Linked DNA regions of Mus musculus: region 2 is linked to region 1. Evidence: chromatin contacts called from public targeted proximity ligation data. All regions are on one chromosome and are shown on one strand. The core of a region is the stretch at or near the end of the contact, and the rest is flanking DNA. Distances in the headings are between cores, read along the strand shown. Region 1 holds the start of Ppp6r3 (protein phosphatase 6, regulatory subunit 3). Region 2 holds the start of Ankrd13d (ankyrin repeat domain 13 family, member D).

What was found.
Region 2: a contact with region 1 is called in a targeted proximity ligation map of embryonic stem cells, with 3 times the contacts expected there. A contact is called at or near these places in 3 of 130 datasets of targeted methods (double positive thymocytes, embryonic stem cells and pancreatic cancer cells).

The regions. Positions count from the first base shown.
Region 1 is chr19:3,572,399-3,577,728 of GRCm38.p6, forward strand. Ppp6r3 (protein phosphatase 6, regulatory subunit 3) reads right to left here and starts at 3,351. Exons shown (of 24, transcript NM_028999.1): 1 at 3,243-3,351. n-TAagc9 (a tRNA gene) reads left to right here and starts at 3,865; the gene lies at 3,865-3,937.
Region 2 is chr19:4,280,625-4,285,654 of GRCm38.p6, forward strand. It overlaps Ankrd13d (ankyrin repeat domain 13 family, member D), which reads right to left and starts at 2,513. Exons shown (of 15, transcript NM_026720.2): 1 at 2,257-2,513; 2 at 1,545-1,680; 3 at 1,294-1,418; 4 at 539-584; 5 at 313-456; 6 at 1-102. The coding sequence starts at 2,346.

The DNA.
Region 1 (5,330 bases), core at 2,101-4,600:
ACAAAAACAAAAAGAAATGCTTAAATTACCCTTGTCTATACACATTATATTCAAGTATTCTGTTCCACATAAACATGTACATATCATGGGTTCGTGAAACAGAAAGGAAAGTCAATTGACATCGAGATAGAACATATATATAACTGCAAGTCAAGAGGTCTGATCAATATTCTTGGTACATTCTGCCAGGCGTGGTAATCCCAGCACTCGGGAGGCAGAGGCAGGCAGATTTCTGAGTTTGAGGCCAGCCTGGTCTACAGAGTTCGTTCCAGAACAGCCAAGGATATACAGAGAAACCCTGTCTGGAAAAACAAAACAAAACAAAACAAAAAAAAACAAAACAAAACAAAATGTGCTCCATTCTAAGGAAAAGCAGCTCCTCAGCCTCCAGTGCAGCTGAGCTCTCGCCACCCAGGCCAGGCCAGGCTCCTGCCCTCTTTAGAAAGTAAACTTGGTGCTGAGTTTTAGTTGAACAGATATCTGAAAGGACTTCTTTATCATTTATTCTTCTGAAATGTAGTAAAATGAAAAACTATAGATCAACACACACGGGTAACATCTAAGATTTCAACTATCTCAACTACTAAGTTAATCATAAAAAAATCCAAGTTGATTATCAACCCTAACAAATACTGTTTTAAGGAAGAAATGCTTACTTGTCATAACCCACTTTTCTAGAGGAACTGCTAAAAGGCATCTTAAAGTAGCTAAGGAAACCCCACTTAAAGTCTTAACTTCAGTGCTATGCATTTTTTGCCCAACTATAGACTACTTCTTAAGTACTCAATTAATGCAAACTAGCAAGCCTTGTTTTTGTAGCAGATTGGTTTTTGTGCAGTTGGGCAGGGGGTGCTTTACTTTATACAAAAGCTAAAGTCGGTTAAAGCAATCAGTATACTCAAGTCTACTTGAGATGTATTCCATTAAAATACGCTTCCTCAGTGCATAAAGCAATCTAAGCAATTATCACCAAGAGTTGTCCTCTTTTCATGTACCATGGAGAAAGCAGAGAGCAGACATTTAAAAAGCTGAATTTAAGGATAACTGGATGAGTGAAAGACACTAGGGTCCCTGGCCAGACACAGTGAAGTGAGGGATAGGTCCCAAAGCACCCAGGAACAACAGCCACTCCCCAAGCTACAAGCTGAGCACATCCTTTCCGAAGTGGTTGGGACTACAACATCAGATTCAGATTCTGAAGGCTGGCAGCCTTTACCAGTTTAAGTTCCCTAATAGAAACTGCTACACAATCTAAGTTTCATACTCAAAAGCTGTCAGGTTTCAGAGCATTCAGAAATTAGGCATATTTAACCTGTACCTTTGCTGAAGCTCTCAAGACTGCAGCTTTTCAATTGCAATAACAACCAGGAAAATCTAAGAAATCCTCATATTATGATTTGGGGCAACTACACAGAAGCAGTGCCTAGAAGCAGCAGAGGAGGGGTGCTGTTTAAGATCCTGAAGGTGTTTTCTATGCATAAGTACTGGTTTAGACAAAACGCTTTCAAGTGATTTAATAGATTTTCAACATCTCATGGAAAAATTAAAATAACTTCCAGTAATTTTTTTTAGCCCAGCTGATCCTTAAACACATGGCTTTCCTAATTGTACCTAAACACTTAAAAGTTAATTTTGAACTAGGTGTGGTGGTACACACCTCTATTCATAATGCTTGTCAGGTAGAGGCAGCAAGATCAAGAATTTGAGGCAGCCTTAGCTGAAAAGGAAAGTCAAGAACATTCTAAACTACTATCATCTCAAAAAATAACTAAATAATGAGTCCGGTGCAGTGGTGCATGACTTTATTAATCCCATTATTAAAGGCAGAAGCAGTAAAGATCTTCCCACCACATAGTGAGACCCTGCCTCAAAAACAAACAAAATCATCAAGATCAAGTTGAATTTGAGAGGTATGGTCACCACTGAGCTGATTCTATTCACAAAGCACGATTCTAGCTGCTTTGTGCTAACATATTTACATATATACTCAGTTACAGTCTAATATGAACATGTTAGATAAAATTGGGACCTAACATGAGATAAACTTATGAAACAAACTTATTTTCATGGGTTACAGGGGCAGCAAAGAGGACTAATTCGCCCAAGGTCACAGGACTAGAAAGTGACAAAGGAAGATGTAATTTTCAGGTGGCCCATAAGAAAGCTCAAACACCACTGGCAACAGGGATCTTGCACCTTGCAATTTCAAGGAACATTTTAGTGGAAGGAGATCTTAAGTTCCTTTCTTACGGGCTGTGTCAACTGCAACATGACCTTGAGGGCAAAAACCAAAGTAAACTTGACTTAAGAAAATGAAACAGTATCCATATTAACAAGTGCTCTGATGCAAGGAAACCTTCTAAGTGTCCCCTCCCCCAAGCCAAAGCAAAACATAAACAAAGCTCTGGCCCATTCTAAAGAGACCACAGCAGGTAGGCGGCAAATGACAGTAGGACATGCGGTGGAGAAGTACAGACACAGAGCTACCGAGACCACTCATTCTGTCCCACCTACAACTTCAAGTCCAAGTTCTAATGAAAGACAACGGGACTGGGGAGAAAAAGACCTCCAAGTTAACAGTGAGCCGAGCTTTAAAAGCGAGGTGCTTGAAGCCACAAGAAGGGTAACTCCTCACTTCAGCTCCAAAACACCAGGGAATCTCCAATGCCCGCGTCTGTATAAAAGAGAGACTCAACGGCGGAGGATGAAGATTCACTGCGATGGCCCCGAGAGACTCGGAACTGGTTTTTGTGTGTTCCGATGACTCTGCTAATGCCCAGAAACCCACACAACTTGTTTCTCAGAGGACAAGAGTCCAACAAAAGCCTTCGCGAAGCTCTCCAGCGAGTTGACAAGCTCCAGGAGATCCCGAGAAGTCGCTGTGAAGGCCCGGGCGCGGGAGCCGGGGAGCTCGCCCAGGACCCCCGACTTGGCTCGGGGCGCGCCTCGCCTCGCCTGGGCTCCCGCCGAGCCAAGCCCAGAGTCACCTCGGCGTCCAAAGTTCGCAGTCGGCTCGGCTGACTGCCAACGCTCGGCCCGGCTGACAGGAGCGGGCGGCCCGGTCCTGGCCAGGACTGGACGCCGCCTCCCGGGCCGCCGAAGCTGCCGATTCCGGGGGGGAGGGGAAAGGGGCCGGGACGCTCCCTCCCCACGCCGCCGGGACCGGACCACCGCCACGATCGGTCGGCCGCTTGCCCGCGCGACCCGCACACTCCGCGCCACCGCCCCCTCCCCTGAGTTACCTGGAGGCGCCCAAGACCCGCAGTTAGTCGCGCTCAGGCGGGAAAAAGGTTCACCGACACCATCAGCGAAGCGCCCAAAATGGCGGACGTATCAAGCAGGCCTTGAGTTACCCCCGCCCTCCCTCCGGCCGCCCCGCAGCCAATCACAGGATAGACCCCGCCCCTTCACACGGATCATTGGCTTGTCTCTCCCGCCCCCCACAACCTATTGGACCGCCCAGCGGTTCCCTCGACTCCACTTCGATTGGCTTTGAGGTCTTGTCAGTCAAACGCGAGAGGCGCATTCTTTTTCCCATGGTCTTGACGGATCCGGAACCTCTAGACCCCGGAGTCTGAGAAACAAGTCAGAAATTGGGAGAAGCTTAGGCTGGGTCCCTCTGCCCCGTAGCAACAGCGGGGCCTCGCGTGACAGACGCTTGGGACCACCAATCCGCATAGTCAATGTAGTTTAAAACAAATGAACCAAACCAATCCCGGCTGTGTAGCTCCGGATGCGAAGAAGCCAATGGGGTAACACAATGACAGCAGGCGGTGGGGTAACGGCCGCGGGGGACGAGGGGGGGGGGAAAACCGGTGATGACGTGAGTCACAATACAACCTGCGACGGAAGTTAATTATAGCTGGGGAATTAGCTCAAATGGTAGAGCGCTCGCTTAGCATGTGAGAGGTAGCGGGATCGATGCCCGCATTCTCCATAGCATAGTTTTATCGAAGACCTTCAATTAAATTACTTCAGACAAAGTAGAGTGGCATCCCTGAAAATGGGGTCAAAATGTAAGGTTTCTTAATACAAAGGAAACCAGGCTGTATCTTTTGTCACAGAGAAGAATTTTACACATGAATTTCTTCCAACTGCTAGTGTCCTATACGTATAGTACTACACATTTACCTTGCCCCAGAACTGGGGTCCTGGACATCAGGGTCCCTACTCTCAAGTCTTGCACTTAACCACTGTCATGGCTAATCCTGGTTTTTAATTCTCCTGGGGCTGTCTAAAAAGGTGAAACTGAGCTGACCACAAGCATTCTCTACCTCCTGGCTGGTTGTGATGTGATGTGATGTGATGTGACGGGCAGACTCCCACACCTGCTCCCTTGACTTCCCTGCCATATTGGCCTCGACCTGTGAGACAAAATGAACCTTTTCTCCCTAAAGTTGCTGTTGTCAGAATATTTTATCACAGCAACAGGAAAAGATACCAAGGTGCTCCCCTTGGGTCCCTATGAATAATCTGCCTGGTTCAGTGTGGACAGGACCATAAGTTCAGGCACGCTGCAGCTGGCCACCATAGTCAACAAAGTCTCTGAGTCTTGGAAGTCTTTCATGAAGCAGGCCTTCCCATGCCATCTGGAAAGCAAGTGACCAAGGTGATCAAGCTAAGGGACAGACTCTTTTGGGAAAGTAGTAAGTCATAGGACAGGACAGAGCTCTAAATCCCTGGGGTGTTGGTAGCAGGGAGGGGAAGGGTGTTACAGAGACCCCAGGGTGGGGCCTTGGAGCTTCAAAGGCAGGACGAGCCCAGCTATGATGGGAGACTGGATAGCAGAGGTAGCTGAGTCACACAGACCTTGAGTGGCAATGCTCACACCTCAGACAGGGAGCAGTTGCCTGCATATCTCTTCCAGTAGGTCCAGCAGTCCCAGGCCCAGGCTTCACTGAAGCTCAGAGAGCACAGAGCTTATCTCCTGAGTGTCTCCTCTAGGCCACCTCTAGGCATCTATCCCCTGGGAAAATGACAGAGCCTAGCCCTTGGACTGGAGGAGACAGGACCTGCCTTGTTGGACACTCAGTGCTTTCTCCGGGTTCCCAGTCTCTGAACCCCCCCCCACCCCTGTTCTTTACACGGGGTCCAGCATGCTTGAGTCCTCCACCTCACTCATTCTGGCTCTGAATTCCACTACCAGGATAACAAGAGAGGGCTGTGCAGTTATGCAAACCCACCCTGGCCTCCAGTCCACCTTCCAAGAGAGCTGTTCCTGGAAGCAGATTCCAGAAAGAGTTCATTGCTAGTAGATCCACATCATAGTCCCCATTGTACACACTAGCTAACTACGGACCAGAGCATTCTGTCACCAGAGGCCATATAGG
Region 2 (5,030 bases), core at 1,263-3,762, 710 kb after region 1:
TGGCAGCCAGCAGCGCTTCTGGTTCATGCAGAGCTGGAGCTAGGGTCTCTGTGTGCACCACCTGCCGGTCATGATCCACTTCCATCACCAAGGCTCCCGCCTCTGTCAGCCGCAGGGGTGTCACAGGAGGAGGCCATATTAGTGCCAGGTCCTACCAGTGAGCTCTCCTCAGCCAACTGTTGCTAAGTAGATAAACCCCCAGGCCCTGGATCCCCTCCACCCTCAGCTTCGGTCTCCACGTTCAGAGAGCACAGAGAGAGAAGGACACATGCTTAAAAGCCACCAGGGAATCTGAGGTGACAGACAGCTCACCCTGACCCCTGAAGATGAAGCTCCTTCGGCCACGCTGCCAGGTCATGTGCTCAAAGCCCAAGAGACTAGTGTCCACCCGCAGACTCTCACCCCGCTTCCACACACGGTACACATCGCTCGGGCACATCTTGGACACAAGAGGTACTGAAAGAAGTCTCAGAGTCATTGGGAATCTCCCCCCAAATGGCCCACTCCAAGTCTCTGCGGTCAACTGAGCCCCACTCACCCCAGCTAGTGAACTCCCATTTCATTTCCACGTAGAAATCAGGGGCCTAAGAAAAACCAGAGCTGCCTGTTAGGAGCCATGGCCTGGTGCCACAGCCAAGTAGGCCTTGGGCCTCACAACTACTCTTTGGGAGCCCACAAATTCTGATGCACTGCTGTGGCCCAGCTATACTCCCACTCCAAACAAACCATGCCAAGGAGAGAGCCCAAGTAGGCCCTAAAATGATCTACACATATAAAAGTTATAAGCATTGGGGGCCTAGAGCTAGTTTTGACATGGGCCATAGCCCACTGTGGGGCCCTACGAGGTCCTCTGTCTTTTCTGTGTCTGAGTCCTTTATCTGTAAAGAGAACACAATGATCCTTCCAGACCTTCCCACATGTGAGGAGCACAACTGTGCCTCTGTCCTTTGTGTGCTTCGGATGCACAGGACTAGGCACTCCAGGGTCCAGGCCATCTCTACCCAGTCACCTTTCTGGAAATTTACATTCTCTAGGTGACCCAAGGCCTACCATTCTATCCAAGAGATTCCTGGTATCAGGGACCCTTAGTGCTGGTGAATGTCTTCCTTGCAAAAGACCCAGTCTCATCTGCATGGGCCTGGGATCCCATATTTCTTACATGACCCTTGGCAGAGGTTGAGACACAGATGGTGGGAAAGCGTCTCGCACAACCTAGATACTCCTCCAAGGCCAGGCTTATCACAGGAAGACGGAGCGCCTGTTATACCCCACTTCTTTACTCTATGGTAATACCTGACGGAGTTTGTTGAGCAGTTCTGGAATGCCAGCCAACCTCTGTGTGGCCCTCTGGAAGTCCCGATACTGGAGTACCAACTGTACCATCTCAGGGTCTCCAGTGCTGACTGCCTCCTGCAGGACTGGAGATGAGCAACTGCTGGGGTAGCCCTCTTAGCGCCCCCAGGCACGGTTACTTACTCCCCCTGCCCCCCATTCACCAACCTGGAAGCTAGTCTCAAGGGAGGACCCTCTGCCCTGCACAGTACCTGCCCAGCCCTGGTGGCTCTCTTTGCCCACGTTGGCATTATGTCGGAGGAGGACTCTCACAGACTCCAAGTTCCCCAAGGTCACAGCAAGCTCCAGGGGGGTTCGCCCTTGGGGGTCCTCCTGCTCAATGTCGTGCTAAGGGAGATGGGTCACTCAATACAAGGCAAGAGAGGGCCAAAGCAAGGAGGTCACTGGATTGAAAAGGGCTGGAGTTACTATGGGTAACCAGGTCAGTGAGAAGATAAGAGTGTGGCCTATGTGGACTGGAAAGTGTCGGGGTAAAGGGGACAGTAAGGGCCAGTGGGAAGGAACTGCTCATTTCTTCTGCCCTCTGCTATCCAGAGTTGAGGGCCTGGTGGTGGAGTCTAGCAAGACAGATTCAGGCTAGGGATGCTGAGAGTTTAGACCAGCTTGAGGGCTAGAACACGGTTCTTGTCCTCATTCTAGCTCAGAGGTGATGAGGGTGAATCCTGAGCTTAACGCAATACGAAGGGGGCAGATAGCAGAGCAAGGCCCAACCAAGGGAGATGCGCTAAACAAATGCTCAAGCTCGAGGGCAGGTGACCAGGGATTTGGAAAGAGCTGGACCTAAGGAGTCAGGATGCAGCTGCGGAGCACAGCAGGGGCGGTGAGCTGCGGAGTAGATTCCGTACTTTGGCACCGGGGCTTGGGGAGGAAACCAACCGAATCGGATCCCCTTCAGGGCCTCACCTTGCGGCTGTGCAGTGCGGCCTCCAGTTCGCGGTGCCGGTTCGCCCAGACTAGCCGGTGCAGCGGGAAGGTGGGGCCCAGGCCGGCCATGCTGGGCTTCAGCACCGCATCCCGAGCGAAAGGCCCAGCCCTTCTTGGCCTGCGCCTGGCACGTCCCCTGCTCCTCCGCTCTGAGCCGCACCTCAGCCGCACCCGCTGCAGCCCCGCGGACCCCTGCTAGAAGCCGCCGCAGCAAGAGCGAAGGCGGCAGGGAGGGCGGGGCGGGGATCTGGGGGCGGGGCTACATGGAGTTAGGGCGTGGCGTCGGGCTTCGCACACCCTCGCCTCCCGTAGCTACGGCAACCACTGCAGGCCTGCGCGCTGGGGGCGGGCGGAGTGTGTGTGGGGTGCTGTCCAGTCTCCAGGGCAACCACATGCGCCCCAGGAACAGCCGGAACTTCATTTTGAAGCGCCATGGTCGGTGGGGTTGTTCCGGAGGGCGGGGCATAGCTGCAGCTCCACCCGTGCCCGCAGGGGGCGCCCCAGGCCCTGGGCAAATCTCTTAGTGGTCAGAAAGGTGAGGGAGGAGGGAACGGAAGGGGAGTGGGGTAGGCTCGGTGGCACTGGGATTGGGCCAGGGTCTGTTGTTCTTGCAGCCCCCCCCGCCCCCACCCCCCCCCACCCCCGCTGACAATGTGTCCTTCTGTCTAGCCCACTCCTGAGTTCCATCAGCACCGACTTGTCTTTTATAGGCGGGTGGGATGGGAAATCTTGACCTCATCCCTGCCAGCACAGGCGCTTAGCTTCTGGAGATGGGCACCCCGCAGCAACCCCTAATGCTGACCAGTCAAAGCTTTCTTTCCCGAGGATCTGTCTGGCCTTGATGCCTGGAAGACAGCAAGGAATCAGGAACAGGAATATTGTTGGGGTTGGGGGACATAAGCTCAGCTTCCTGGCTGGGTGATCGGCCAGGGTGCACGCTACCACCACAGGAGTCCATTTTGCAGAGGCTGCATTTTACTGCCAACAGGGAAGGAAGGAGAATTTCGAAACAAGGCTGGCACTTCCACTCACACAGGATCTAGGGTTCAAGCAGCCAGCCAGCTTAGTTGGGACCCTTGGTTATCTTCAGTCCTACCATGGGTTCTCTGATCCTGGTCTTGCTGGGTGGCGAGGGGGTAAACCAGACTTTCCAAAACTGACTCTGGTCTGTTTCTCTATTTTTAAATCTTACATTCATTTTTGTGTGGGGGTGCTCATGAGTGTGGAGGTGAAAAACCAACTTTTGAGAGTTGGTTCTCTCCCATCCTTTAACTCAGGTTGTCAGGTTTGGCAGCAAACACCTTCATCGGATGGCTCCACCTCCCTATCTGTTAAACTTAGTGTGATGGAGAAAGGCCATCTAACTGAGGTTCCCTTCCTGCCCAAGGATGTCCTCATCTCTTCAGCCTGATTGCCACCTTTCTCCCTGCGATCGGGTGGTTTATAGCAGTCCGGGATCTAGGCTACCCACCGTGTGTGCTGTGGTCAGGTCATCTACGATGTCTGGACTTTGGGAGGAACTCAAGGCCCTGAGCTTCTAAAGGTCCAGAGCTCTGCAGTTAGGTCCTGCTGGTCTCTGCTTCTGTCAGAGACTTCCTCCTCAGCATCGTCACCCTGGCCCTGGACGGCCTAGGACTTGCTGCAGTCTTGAGCATCTCTCCGCCAGTCTTTACTGCTCTGACATCGACCCTTCTTTCCACATGGACCTCCCTCTCCTAGCTGACAGCTTGTCCACTCCCATCTGATATCACTTCCAGGACACCTCTGGTCTTAGGTATTCCATGCTGCCATATTAGGGTGTCAGAAGCCAAGTCCAAACGCCTTTCTCTCTTCCTTCCAGGCCAGCTGTGCTCTGAGCTATCATCACCTCTTTTTTGTTGTTTTGTCTTTTGAGACAGGGTCTCACTAACTAGCCCAGACTGTCCAGGAACTCTCTCTCTGAGGACCAGACTAGACCCAAACTCACAAAAGTGCTGGGATTAAATGTGTGCTCTGCCATGTTCAGCTCCACCTTACCTCTTGACCAACAACATGGCCTCCCTCACACGCTCCCTCAGTGTGGCCTGGCTTACTACACTGTTCCATTTTTTCCTCTCTGGCGTCTTTCACCTCTTCCTTCACAATCACCAATTACAAGAACATCTTTCCTGGACAGAAGCAATGGTCCTATCTCCCCACTTCTTGCAGTGACCAGCTATTTGTTTTAGAGCCAGTTCTAATGACTGCAGCCTGCCCTAAAACTTGAGACCTAGCTAGACATGGTAGCAAACCCCTGTAATTCCAGCACTTGGGAAGTGGGGGCAGAAGGGCGAGGAGTTCAAGGCCATCCTTAGCTACACAGTGAGTCTGAGGCTAACATCTGCTAACCACCCAGAGCCAAGCAAGTTCAGCCCCCGGTCTGTTCAACGCTCCAGGATGCAGTCACTGAGTGATCTGGGACTGTGCTAAGTTAAGGCTGGCCTTTCAGGGCCCCAAGGCCTGGTTCCTTCCATTGCAGTTTGCTGTCTTAAGTGCTTGACCATTCCTGATCTTAGAAGCATCTCTACGAATGACTACACTAATGCTGGAGGTACAGCTCAAATGCCATTTCATCCAAGACCTCACAGCATCTGCCCCAGAATTCTCTCCTCCTCTGTGCACTGAACAGGAAGGGCAGTGGTGCTCACAGGCTGTCTCTGGCCAGGCCTGGAGCAGGGGCACAGGAAGAGGAAGGTCATTCCTGGGAGCACAGGCTTGATGCTGATGCTCAAGCC